2 separate regions of the Salmo salar genome follow, and region 2 is linked to region 1. The links are chromatin contacts, called in public Hi-C maps. All regions are on one chromosome and are shown on one strand. The core of a region is the stretch at or near the end of the contact, and the rest is flanking DNA. Distances in the headings are between cores, read along the strand shown.

The links. A called contact is a pair of places that touch in the nucleus more often than the background predicts.
Region 2: a contact with region 1 is called in a Hi-C map of muscle, with 5 times the contacts expected there. The contact joins the promoter of LOC106605232 here to the enhancer-like site in region 1. A contact is called at or near these places in 3 of 3 Hi-C or Micro-C datasets (blood, gill and muscle).

What each region holds. Positions count from the first base shown.
Region 1 is chrssa05:56,668,266-56,675,060 of Ssal_v3.1, reverse strand. LOC106605233 (sodium channel subunit beta-1) reads right to left here. Exons shown (of 5, transcript XM_045718399.1): 4 at 5,337-5,478; 5 at 2,856-4,793. The coding sequence ends at 4,706. It overlaps LOC106605230 (protein Aster-A), which reads left to right. Exons shown (of 22, transcript XM_045718400.1): 22 at 1-1,593. Among protein-coding and RNA genes, the nearest start is that of LOC106605233, 25 kb to the right of the region's middle. Within about 2 kb of position 2,605, at least 1 of the 13 cell types and tissues checked has an H3K27ac peak or open chromatin away from gene starts, as enhancers often do. A contact at or near this core is called in muscle, where this site is marked.
Region 2 is chrssa05:56,706,063-56,712,857 of Ssal_v3.1, reverse strand. LOC106605232 (sodium channel subunit beta-1) reads right to left here and starts at 4,174. Exons shown (of 6, transcript XM_014200654.2): 1 at 4,022-4,174; 2 at 922-1,088; 3 at 403-640. The coding sequence starts at 4,022. It overlaps LOC106605230 (protein Aster-A), which reads left to right and starts at 3,357. Exons shown (of 22, transcript XM_045718400.1): 1 at 3,357-3,510; 2 at 4,110-4,298.

The sequences.
Region 1 (6,795 bases), core at 1,356-3,855:
TGAGGGGTCCGCTCAGCTTAGTCCCCCTTGAGCCTCTGGAAATGAGGGACACATGACGAGAGAGGGGAAAGCTCTGATGGATTACAGAAAGTCTCCTGTTTCGAACTTTTTTTTTTTTTATCGTTCTCTCTCTCATTCTCTCCATCTGGGATCAGCAGCTTCCATCTTAGACTTGATCTGCTATTGGAGAATCATTTCAAAACAATACCTTTTTTTTTTTTAAGACGTTAATAATACAAAAAGACTCCTAAATCGTCTACTAGCTCGTTTTTATCGTTAGCTGTCTTTTTGAGGGTGACTGGGTTGTTTCGAGAATCGCGAGCGAGCGAATGATGAGTGTGCGCGCCAGACCGTCCCAGTATTTATTTAGCACGACTTTGATTTCGAAAAGTCCTGTCCCGCTCTCAACGCCAGTGATTTATCTTTTCCTATATGCTCTGTGTTAACACTTCAGCACGGACCAAGAAAGAGCTATTAAGTTAATCTTTTATATTTACTGGTCATAGCAATAATGATATTTGGTGATTTATACTACTTTTGAATGTGTAAAAAAGTAGTATATCACTAAAGTGTGTTTAGGGCAAAATGAGACAAGCAAGCGAAGATGTGGAGTTGGACAAGAAGACGGAGATATAAGTGTATTAGAAAGAAGTATCCTCAATGTTACATCGTCACTGTTACATTTGGTATTATTAAGATGATTATGAGTTTATGTCGGATACTTTTTTTTGTTTGTTTTTTTCCGCACTTGGTCAACTTCTAATTGTGTTATTGGATCGGACTTGAAGCGTTTCAGGGTTACTGACTGTACTCTGTAGACCAGGCTCTGCGTACCAAATAGCACCCCGTTCCCTTTATAGTGTAGCGCACTACATAGGAAATAATGTGCCCTTTGGGACGCAGCCTTTGTAGACCAGGTAAACAGAGAGATGCAATAAACTAGTGACTTTCTAGTGTAAACTGGGCTGGACTTAAAAAAGGACCAACCAGAACTGTAGGCCTGGATAAAGGGAAACTATTGCAGTACTGTGTTTGTGAGTTCAAATTGATGTTTATATGTTATTCCTTTTCATTTTATATCTTTATTTTGTAGTCTATCTTGTTTGTTTTTGTTTGTCGGAAGGTCATCTCATTTTATTTTCTGCTCCCCCCCCCTCTTGATTCCCTCTCACTGTCTATCAAAAACCATCTTCTCTTTTCCTGATGATTTTCCTTTTCATCCCCCCTCCTATTGTCTTTTTCACTCTTCCTCTCTCTCTCTTTCCTCGTTGTACTGCCTGCCCCCCCCCCCCTCACTCCTTCCGTCTCTTGCCTGTGCACTGAGTAAGTCAGCTGTGTAAGTGTGTGAGCCTTGCTGTGCACGGCCAAACAGTGAGTGATCAAAGGATGTACTATATTTATTAGGTTCAGGGAGGAAAGGGGGGTGGGGGGGTCTGTGGAGCAAATGTACTGTAAAAGATTTGATTGTACACAATGCCCTGGAGAGAAATGAAAAGTTCTAAAATATGCAACTCATTGGAGTCTTATTTTTTTTAAATGTGTGTGTCATCAACCATTTTCATAAAGTTGAACTAAAAAAAGTATTAAAAAACAGTCGGTGTAATTATGTCATCTTTCTGACTTCCCAGCGTGTCCAAATTCAAGCTGATCTGTTGGTTTGACCTGTTGAGGCAAAGCATTTCATTGATTTAGATGTCTGCCAATAACGGCGACTTCAGACAAAGTCCATGTAGATCGATACTGTCGATTGACCTACAAACACAGTTGATCTACTGGCCTACATCATTACCAAGGAGCAGGAGACACTGTTCCCATCTATTAATGTCACAGGAAATGATCTGCCCTGCTATACCTATATGTTTAAGGGCGGTCATTAGGTGACTCCCACCTGTACCGCTTCCCCTCTTTAGATAATATATCAGAAAAATATCTGGCATTTAGCAGATGCTTTTACCCAAAGAAACTTAGTCATGTGTGCATTCGTTATACCTATGAGTGGTCCCGGGAGTCCAACCTACTGTTCCGGCGTTGCAAGCACCATGCTGTACCCACTAAGCTTCAGAGGACACGTTAGTTCATGGAGAACTTGGAGACAACTTGAACTCTCCTGTGTTAAGAACAGAGACGGTATGAAATTAAGAGACGGAGAGAAGGGAGATGCGATGTAGGGCTGGTAGTCGCTAGGATACGTACAATTTACGTTTGTCGTTTAGCAGACTCTCTTATCCACAGCAACTTAGTGCATTCGTCTTAAGATGGCTAGGTGGGACAACCACATATCACAGGCATAGAAAGCTACGTTGACGAAAAATGTACTATCGGTCGAGTCAAAGCTAGATTGGGTGGGAGAAGGTATATGTGCAGAGTATAGGGCCCTTAACTGTAAGGCCACACTCAGGCACCTTATACATTATGTTAAAGTACATTTGGAAACTGTCAATTAAATATTTAATACCAGTGGTTTTAAAAGGTCATAAGGGAAAGTTTGTGTTTGACCACAGCCGAAGTCGGTCATGGACAACGCCACAGTCAACAGACTACATTATCTGATATCTGATCCTCCTGACTGTGTGAGCCTGTCAGTTCCCTGGAAATGTCACATCACCAGTTTCCAGTCAGGTACTCTATCATGAGGTTAGCCACAGCTCAGTGACAGCCAAACATGTGACTGCATGCCAGAACAACAGGCCATTTCTGTCCCACACTTCAGTTGCCCCTATGCTCTTCAGATTATATTATTACACTCTGTCTGTCTCTCTGTCTTTGTCTGTCTGTATGCGTGTTAAAGAGGGTCTTGTCAGAGACGCGAAAAGTTCCCACAAACATTTCCCCAAATATAAAAATCTGACAAGGTAGAAATTGTTTTGATTTAATAAACCAGACATAAAGCCTACTCCATTCTCACATGACAATTGTATTATGGTATAAAGCTGACCGTTTCGGCAAGCAACATTTCAACAGTAGTGTATACTGGATCAGCTCTCTTCAGTGAACATTTTAAATTACAGCAGAAGTTGATTATTCCCTATTCTAAGCCTGTTTTCTTCCAACATATATTCCGCTATTGAATGTAGAAGTTCCGTGAAAGGTGAATAGAATCTCTAATCTGACCAAATCAGCTTCAAGGTTTTTAAAGGGAATTTTGAATAATTCATTATCTTGAACATGAATTTGTTCACGTGTGGCAGTTATCATGCAATAACAATCCTATTATTCTTTCACTTTTCCGTACTTCAAATGTAGCAAACCCAGACCCCTTAGTAGTTAAACCCAGATCCCAATGAAATTATACAAGAAAGTATGTGTGCAAGATTGCGGTCCACATTAGGCAGTGTTATGCTGCCCCTGGAGGTATAATACAGAATTGACTGCCAAATAAGAATGACAGGGATGTCCGTTTTTTTCCAATAGCAGCTCACTGTATTCTGCTCCATGGGGATTGGTCTTTGACCAGTCAGACATTCCTCCTCTAGGCACACTGGACAAATTATGGTAGTTTCCCACGGCAGTAAAATGGTAGCTAATATCACAAGCCCTTGGTTGTTGTAAATATGGTAAGGAAAATCTAGCAAATAAAGCATTAATGAAATATGGAGAGAATGCAATTATACTGTAATAAATATATGACTGGATGTTGCATATTGAGGTTTCCAGTCACAACGGTAGAACGATAGTTTAAACATTTTTAACTGGCACTGCTATAATGTGACACTTTCTAGAAGGATACATTGATGGATAATTATAGCTTTGTGAGGAATTGACCATGTTGATTACCTTAAATCGTCTGACAAGCAACCCTCACAAGCTGATGTCCAAATGAATGTACATCAAATCACAACCATCCGTTTCACTCGCAAAATCTCAATGAGACTAACCGGTCACGTGAAAATGGTTCCCTAGCGTTGATAGATAGTTAGCTACAGTCCTTCTCTATCTACTGTATGTGCAGACATGAGTCCTATACTGGATAGTGAATTTGCCCTGATCCTAATGTGCTAAATGTACTTTTGGAGTTTGAGAGAGTTATCCACGTCCCCAAAAAAACGTCTAACATTACTAGAACATTTATGCTTTAACCTTTTAACAGGTGGACAGATGCTGTCAAACCAGGAATAGCTGCTCTGGATGTGTACAATCCATTACTCCCAGCTAGTCAACCGTGTGTTAGGCTACTACTCCTCGGGATACTCGTTTCATTAACCCGAATGCATAACTTAAAGTTTTCTTGGAATGTTTTTGAATATACCGGTAGGCTAGTCTGGATCTGCTCATAAATAGCCATGGAAGGTCTGATCAAGACAGGCTACTAAAACCATTGGGCAAGATTGCAGTTGAGTTCTGACCTCTAATTGCTTTCGTACAAGCACACTTTAGAATCCTGAAAATGACCTTTAGAAACATTAACGCCAGTAGTTATGATGTATCAGTAAACATGCAGCTCTACTTAATCTACAATGCTATGTATGAACTAACTTATTATAATGTAGGAGTGTTACAATGAAGATTTGGATTGCGTAACTAAGCATACATACTGTATTTACAACTCTCTTTATTATAGAACTGCTAGATAGTACACTCGTGCTGTAAATTTGCTTTTAAATACAGTGAAGTCCTTTTTTTCATTGGCTGTTTCACTTCTCATCCATCTGTTCTCTGGACAGGCCTCTTGGCTGCTTGTCCTCCTGGATGGGGTAATGCGTTGGTGTCATAATGGAAGTCTGGAAGAAAGGGTGAAGTGGAGGAGTGTTGAAGGGCTATCGAGAGCTATTCGTCGTTTGGAGCCATTCTTTAACCTGAAATGAAAACAACTTGTAAGGACATGGAGATGCCATGAGTCCACTAGTCCCTTGTGACTGCCTTGAAGGTGAAGTGTCTCCTGGATTTATTTTAGGGGAAGAAACCATCTAATATCAAGTTATAAAATCCTGAACTTTCCCTTTAAAATTCAAATGTAGGTGATTTGGTTCTGGGTGCTGATATTATGAGTTCGCATCAGTGACAGAACAAGAGTAAAGGAAAGAACAGACAACAAACGGCCAAGAGTCCAGTTCTGGATTAGTAGTAGGGGAAACCTACCAGTGCTATTCTGTCACTGCCACCATTGCACAGTTCTCTTTACTCTCCGAAGCTATAGCTAAGTACTCCGCCCTGAGAGACAGAGATAGAGACCAAGAGAGAGAAGGTGAGGAATAAGAGAGAGGGGCAGTTAGAAAGTAGCAGTTTTAGCTAGAAAATTACATAGCAAGAAAATAATATTTTCAGAGGAAGATTGAGGAAAAAGTGGGTGCTCTTGTGCGAATGTGTCTGCGATGAATTGGACCTGTTTGTCTACTCACGCGCTCTCTCTCAATGCTTCCTCGCCTTGTGCTGATATCTTCCTGTAGCAGTAAATCATCTCTACCACCAGCCATACCTGCAGCCCAATGATGGTCACATACATCATCACCTCAGACAAGATGGACGCTATCCCCCTGGTCACTAGAGAATGAGAGGAGGGGTTAAGAAAGAGACCGCCTTGGGCTTAATTAATTATTAATTAATTAGAAGCTATTTCAATGAAAATATACAGGTTTCTGAATGTCTGATGCCTCCTAGAAAACAAGATGATACAATTATCCCCAGACATCCACAAAGGTTCAGTGTTTCACTGGAAATGGCCCAGTTTTTCAAGGTCAACATTAATCTCAACTAGAACTGGTGGAATGACCTCAAGTAGTGGGTGAGCTGACTAAGCTTGCTGCTAAACCCAACATTCTAGAGACACTGTATCAACCTTTGTGGAAGCCTTTAAAATATTACTTAGGATTATGAAAGCAATTTAGCTCTTGGAAGTCTTTGACCTCTCCTCTCTTGAGGAGAAAAATCCTTCATCCAAATGCAGGTCCATTAAAGCAGTACTGTAGGTCTCTATGTATGTATGTATGTATGTATGTATGTATGCATGTACACTACCGTTCAAAAGTTTGGGGTCACGTAGAAATGTCCTTGTTTTTGAAAGAAAAGCTAATTTTTTGGTCCATTAAAATAACATCAAATTGATCAGAAATACAGTGCAGACATTGCTAATGTTGTAAAAATGTTTACATTTTATTTCACCTTTATTTAACCAGGTAAGCTAGTTGAGAACAACTGCGACCTGGCCAAGATAAAGCAAGCAGTTTGACACAAACAACAACACAGAGTTACACATGGAATAAACAAGCGTACAGTCAATAACAAATATAAAAAAAGAAAGTCTATATACAGTGTGTGCAAATGGCGTGAGGAGGTAAGGCAATAAATAGGCCATAGTAGTGAAGTAATTACAATTTAGCAAATTAACACTGGAGTGATAGATGAGCAGATGGTGATGTGCAAGTAGAAATACTGGTCTGCAAAAAAGCCGAAAAGTAAATAAAAACAATATGGGGATGAGGTAGATAGATTGGATGGGCTATTTACAGATGGGCTATGTACAGCTGCAGCGATCGGTTAGCTGCTCAGATAGCTGATGTTTAAAGTTAGTGAGGGAAATATAAGTCTCCAGCTTCAGCGATTTTTGTAGCTGGAAACGGCAGTTTTTTAATGGAATATCTACATAGGCGTACAGAGGCCCATTATCAGCAACCATCACTCCTGTGTTCCAATGGCACGTTGTGTTAGCTAATCCAAGTTTATCATTTTAAAAGGCTAATTGATGATTAGAAAAACCTTTTGCAATTATGTTAGCACAGCTGAAAACTGTTGTGCTGATTTAAAGAAGCAATAGAACTGGCCTTCTTTAGACTAGTTGAGTATCTGGAGCATCAGCATTTG
Region 2 (6,795 bases), core at 2,925-5,424, 36 kb before region 1:
GAGGAGGAGAGGGAGTGCTTTGCAGAGATCATGTGTACGTTACTGTATACATTCATTTCTATAGAGCGCATGTAGAGTTCAAGGTGAATCTAAATACTTTTAAGTAGATGGTTAATGGGCCTCATTTTTAAATAGGTATGGATGAGGACGTAAGAAAAGGAAATGTGGATATTTAATAGTATTTTTGGATTCATCATATCATCACATAAACGTGTGTTACATAAGATGCATTGTTTTTTTACTAAGAGGGAAAAGAGTCTAAACAGCGTGGTCAGACTGTGAAAACCATGAAGGAAGAACTTCAGGACTTTGTCACATACACAACAAAGACCATTAAAGAGAGATTGATTTAAAAAGCAATAGATGGCAGAAACATTGTTCACTGGGAGGGATCCCCATTACCTTCGGCCACCACAGTAAGCTCCACCTCCTTTTCCACTGTGATATATTCATTATCCAATGGGAGGAATAGGGTGCGCTGGAAGGTGCAGCGATAGGTGCCTGTGTCATTAAACGTGACGTTGTGAATGAAGATGGCTCCTATCTGTACATCCTTGCTCCCCATTGTTCCCTGCCACTCTAGCCGGTCGTTAAAGTCCTCATGGAGGGTGTTGGGGTGTGGGTGGTCATAGTGAAAGATCTTAAAAGAAAGTAAAACACCCACACAGTGTTAATACACTCCCAGATTATAAATTACGTAATATTTCACCCATGGTATTACACATGCATTCCTCTATACCAAATTGTTCCATATTGTCATTTTTAGCCTTTCTACTGTCTTGGTAGTCAAGTCACATTTTATTTACAGTGCAATTAACAAGTCTCATTACACTTTACAAAAACATTATACACTTACATAATACACACTAATTAATACATAATACACTTTACAGCTAGTCAGTATGTAGTAGGCCTACTTACATGGATGTACTCCTCCTCTCCTGTGGCTCTGAAGTGCCAGTCAACCGTGGTATAGGCCGGGACCTCCTCTCTCCTCTTACAGGAGATGCAGCCCATGAGGAAGCTCTCCCCGGCCACCGCCTCTGTCATGGAGTCCACCTCTGCACAGCCCCCATGACAATGTGGCACTTGGGTAACCAGGGGATCATGGTGCCAGAGGCAGAGTAAGAGGAGTGGGGAGTTGGGGTCAGAAGAGAGAAGAGCAAGGAATTAGACAGCAGTTTGACATGATGACGAAATACTCGCCCAAGATCAATGGGGTTATAAATAACAACAACACTAAGATGATCAGGAACAATACATCGTATTGATAATTAGAATTATGTATAATATAATAACCAAGCTAATATTTACAATTTTTGTCGGCTACATATAATTTTATAACAGCAGTACACACTTGACTTTTGCATTAGGCCATAGCCTTATAATATGTTATGCAGGCTGATTCGTTATCTTTTTGGTCTCCATTTTTTTTAAGGGAAAACTTACCACAAAGAACAAAGACCAGGAGTGACGATAATAACTGTTGTATCATTTTTCTTCCAAAACTCTTGTCAGCAAATGAATAAAATAAAATCCCCCTATTTTTATTTTCTTGCTTTACTCCCCACGAGTTTCTTCTTGCATGAAACGGAGTGAACTAATTTCCAATAGGTTGCTATGTTGTTAACTTCGCCATTGTTATTCAATACTTTTTCTACCTTATTCTGGCATGTTCTGATTTCCGCTTAATCAGAGTTGGTTTGACATTTCCAATTGATAACTGTTCAGATAAAAACGGATTGAAGTTTATGTATGATTATCAATTAATCGGAGTCTATTATTTATTCATTTGCTTCAAGCTACGCGAATAATAACAATACAGAAGCTATCGATGCAGTTTTCAGCCTACACTCTAGTCTACACAGTATGAGTTCGTATTTGACAATGCTATTTTTAGACCGTGTGAATACATGCCTGTCTTGAATGTCCAACAGTTTTAGCGCACCCAGGCCAAGGCGAAAGAGAAGTTGAAATCAATGTACTATTGCATGATAGCCAAGCCAACCAAACCTTTCTAATGCAAATCATAGCCAACTAATTACCATATGGGGCTGTTTTTTGCACACAACTTTGAAGCTTTGTTTTAACCAACAACCTATTCTTATTTTATCAATCAATTCAATTGTTCTTTGTTTGGATTCTTTCAGTGGCCTATGGTTTTGATTGAATGGTCTGTCAATGATCATTCTGGTTTTAATCTCTGAGAATAGATGGACCCTATAGGCAGTAACGAAACTGCAGTTGTAATGCACATTGGCCAATTAACAGTTTGGTTATGAAGGATGATTATTTTGATAAACATTTTGTCCACACTCTAAGTTGAAAGAAAAAAAATCAACAAATAAGTATTCAGTTTACTATCACTGACCAGGAAATGTGACATAATGTCAAATTTGTTAAGCAAATGAGGCAAGATAAAGACATGCGTATGTGTATTCAAATGTGTGCCTGTCTATAGTTTGCTTATAGGACACACATGATGCACAACTCTATAATGTTCCAGAATATCAAACAATCAATTCATGTATTTGTCATTGTTGGCCTTTCCCATTAGTGTCAGAAGTAGGATGGAAAATGAAGTTATTATATTCTATTATATTTGTAATAACTTCCTTGGCAAAAGCAACATTTTCTTCAACTGTCAACTGATGCACAGGCAGGGTTGACTCAGCATCAACAAGATGTATCAGATGTCATCAGATATCTGTTATCAGCAATCTGAAGCTCATTCAATGCCAAATGACTTGGAAACACAAGGCTATTGCAATAGAAGGCAAGGTCAACAAAAGAGATGACTGAAGGACAACATAATGGCAAAAAGACCCAAGGAGCAGATAGCATATGAGGATTTAATAACATGTCGTCCATCACCTCGCTACCTTGTCTGTATGTACACATGTCTACCTCACATGTTTTCAAATGTATTTGTTATGTGAGGAAATCTCAGCTGGTTAATGAAATGTGCTCTATGATGTACAGTCATTTGATATGCGCAATAACAAGAGTTGCAATTCATCTCTGTCAGGGAATGTCTAGGTCTTATTTGTATGTTCTGGATGTCCAGGAAATGATCATGTGATGCAACCACACACACAGGTTTACTTAGACCTTGAGGGTTGACAACATTAAAGCTTTAAAGCTAAAATGGAGTCATGATAAACACAGTTACAGTTGTGTATGAAAACTGATGCCTGTTGATGTAGGGGGGGGGGGTATCCATTTGTTATGTTGCTTTCACCACTCCTGTATAGGACACACACACCTCCCCTCTCTTTATTCCAAACCACACATGCTGATGTTTTTTTATTTTTAGCCCAGATCTGATTTCTAGTTCCCCATTCTGTGAAGGGAAGCGTTCAGCAACACATCTCTCCGTGACCTGGTTTGCGCAGGCATAAACTCAGATTCTCGTTGAGTCGTTGGCACCATGGAACTGGAGCTGTCCAGGTGTTTATAACCGGGTGTAATTACCACGAAGCGCGAAGATGTAAACCAAAGATTATTCAGGTATGGACTTATAATAGTGTGATAGATTTTAAATTTAAAGTAGTTTATTTATCATATGAAATGTAACAAACGAACATGCCAACGTATTTTATTGATTTGATATTTCTTTGCATTTTACATACAGCCCTGTAGGCCATATGTCCCTGAAGTATCAATCATGATGTAGACAAAATGTAGACTGAGCAGTCTTTTTCTTGAAAAACTTTTCACAAGTTTTTTGAGGTAACGGCTAAGACAACAACGTTATAGCCTAGTTACACAGGTACTTATACAATATATGCCTACACATGGAAACGAGGGTGAGCAGAGAGAGCATATTGTAAGTAAATATTGTCACGTGCATGAACACTGTCCATGTCTCTGTCCCTGTCTAGATGTCATACACAAACATTGACCTGTTGTTGACCATTGCACTTTCATATTAACCTAAATATTATACATTTATACATACATCTTGTTAGGCTACTAAAATTCTCCGTTTTATTAATTATTATTATAAAACATAGGTTACTGTATTGTCTGTTGTTTCTCTGATAGAATGTCCAAGTGGTGAAACCAAATGCTCTTGTTCCTTGTCAATATCCCCTTCTTGCTTTCAGTCTTCTACCAGAACAAGGTGACCTGTCCTTCACCCAGGCGCCTGCAGCCGCAAAGTATTCGACTGCATGGATATCGCATCTCTCAGCTCGGCCCGAAATTAATCAGTTACAGCTCAGAGAGTAGCCGATAGCAGCATACACACACAAGCGTTGCAGCAATGGTGGACCACTGTGACCTACCTCATGAAGGTGAGATCCGGACTAATAAACCTATATTAATCAATAATATCAAGGATGTTTCATGATAATTTAAATATGTGTATTTAGTTGTACTTTTCCTCTGTGTGAAATTTCAAGCGTGGTTAAGTCCATTATTTTGCATATCATTATTGTGACTGCACACATTTGAATCACAAGAGGGCGCAACAAGCCTATTCCTGCCCTTTATCTAAACCATTCTATCTGCATTAATGGACATGGTTTTAAACAGCTCCCATGGTATTAAGTCATTAATTGAGAGGCATTACAGATTCACAGATTCACAGATTGTTGTGGGCGCTATCCATGCAATTTGTATTCTAGTGCTGATCGTTGAGATGGCGCTGATTCAGTCACCTGTGGCTGAATAAAGTTTCACAGTTTTAAGCCCGCCCTACTAGGATATAGCTTCGTTTGATTCGCTTAAAGTGCTTCCCATCGTCATGAGAACCCGTTATTTGTCATCCAGCGTCTTGTCACCAGACTGTACCACACGTTTTGGGGAAAGGGTTATAATTTGAAATTATTATGTAACAATGTATTATTATTTAGCAATATTTTAAAGCATTTAGATAAAAATCAACCCACAGGTATATATTTGCGTTGCTCCGGAACATAATGTTCCATTTTAGAAGTAGTTAGGAAATATACTAATATATATATATGACTGTTGATGCCCCCCTCTTCAAAGTTTTTGTTTGGCTCTGTTGAGATTCCGCTTCGATCGCTTTCTGTCTTGCAAAAGTGCTAGACGCAAACATGGAAAACATTAAAGTTTCCCATATAAGACGCATCATCGATGTTTAAGACAACAAGATAAAAGCACAATAAATACCAGCAAGCAATGTAGCTAGCGTTAGCAAGCCAGTTAACGTCAGACCAGCAGACAACGAACCGCTTTACCCGGTGCGTAGCTAGCTGGCTTACGACGTCGTTAGCATAACTAGCTAATGGTGTTGTTAGCTAACTAGCCAACAGTTAGCTCGCTTCAACTAGGCAAATGTCGGAATAAACAATACGTTGACTGCTTCTATGTTCCACCAGTAGCTAGCTACGTGTATATTTAACACGGAAGTTTGGCTGGTTAGCTAGCTAACTATCTTGTCAGTCAGGTCTATTTCGGCGAGCTGCCTGGTGTATTGGCAGCAGGAGTGGAGGGTTTTACATCTCAAAAGGATGCTGCTGATGGGATCCTGTGAAAAAGTGGATTTTAATATCGCTCCTCGCACTGTCGCTCGGCTTGTCTTCGAAGCCGAGCAAGATAATCGAAATGGGGGAAATTCATCAAATGGGAGGTAGGAACTGAATGCAAATGTTGACCGTTTAAAGTTTGTTTTGTGAAATCAGTCAAATGTATTTACAAAACCCTTTTTGCATCAGCAGATGTCACAAAGTGCTTAGACAGAAACCAAGCCTAAAATCCCAAACAGCAATCAATGCAGGAGATGTAGAAGCACGTTGTTGGAAACTTCCTCAGAGGCTCTGAAGATATTGAATGCTTGGCAAGCCAGTTAGCTAGGCTAATTTTAGCTATCTAGTTACAGTACTGTCTTTTTATTGTACCGACCAAAGACTAGATGTTTAACGTTAGCTAACTAGACAGACTGTATTGAATACAGACTGGATAACGTTACTGTATTAAAACGCGTTTGAAGTTGACGTGACGACGTTGAAGTTGTGAATAATAGCAATCCAACTGTTAACTGATAACTGAACAAAATTGTTGTCATCTATGCAGTGGCGGTTCTAGACCATTTCAACTGGGGGGGGCTAAGCTGGGTCCAGTTGTACTGTTAGAGGGGCCAGTTACATTAGACGTTATTGTTGTCATATCGTTTTCTTCACTGCATTGCAGGCATAAGACCATGTTCATAATCATCATCGTTGCCACTGTCTAATAACAGATGTAAAAAAGAACGATAGAAAAAATGTGTTATGCAAAAGTTTTGGGGGGCCACAAGGGGGTCCAAAATTGTTGTCACAGGGGCACTGCCCCCCCCCCCAGAACCGCTAGTGCATCTATGCCATGATCCTATTTTACCCATGCGTTTTTTAAGTCTGGAGCCAGGTTAGTATTGCACCTACGGAAACATGATTTGGGGAAGTCCTTGCTGTTGATGATTGTCTTAGCCCACCTGAATCTCTGTGGTGTGTTTTATTGCTGGTTTTCAAGATATGGCTGTGTGAAGCAAAGATTGAGAGTGTCACACGAGTATTACCATGGATTAGCAAACAAAGTCATGCCAAGATTTCTCTTGTGCAAACAGATGAGCAACTACACTGTAGGGCTTGGGCCTTGACTAAAACGAGTGCCTGGTGGCAGGTAGCCTAGTGGTTAGAGCATTGGACTTGGACTGAAAGGTTGCAAGATCGAATCCCCGAGCTGACAAGGTACAAATATGTCGTTCTGCCCCTGAACAAGGCAGTTAGCCCACTGTTCCTAGGCCATCATTGAAAATAAGAATTTGTTCTTAACTGACTTAGTTAA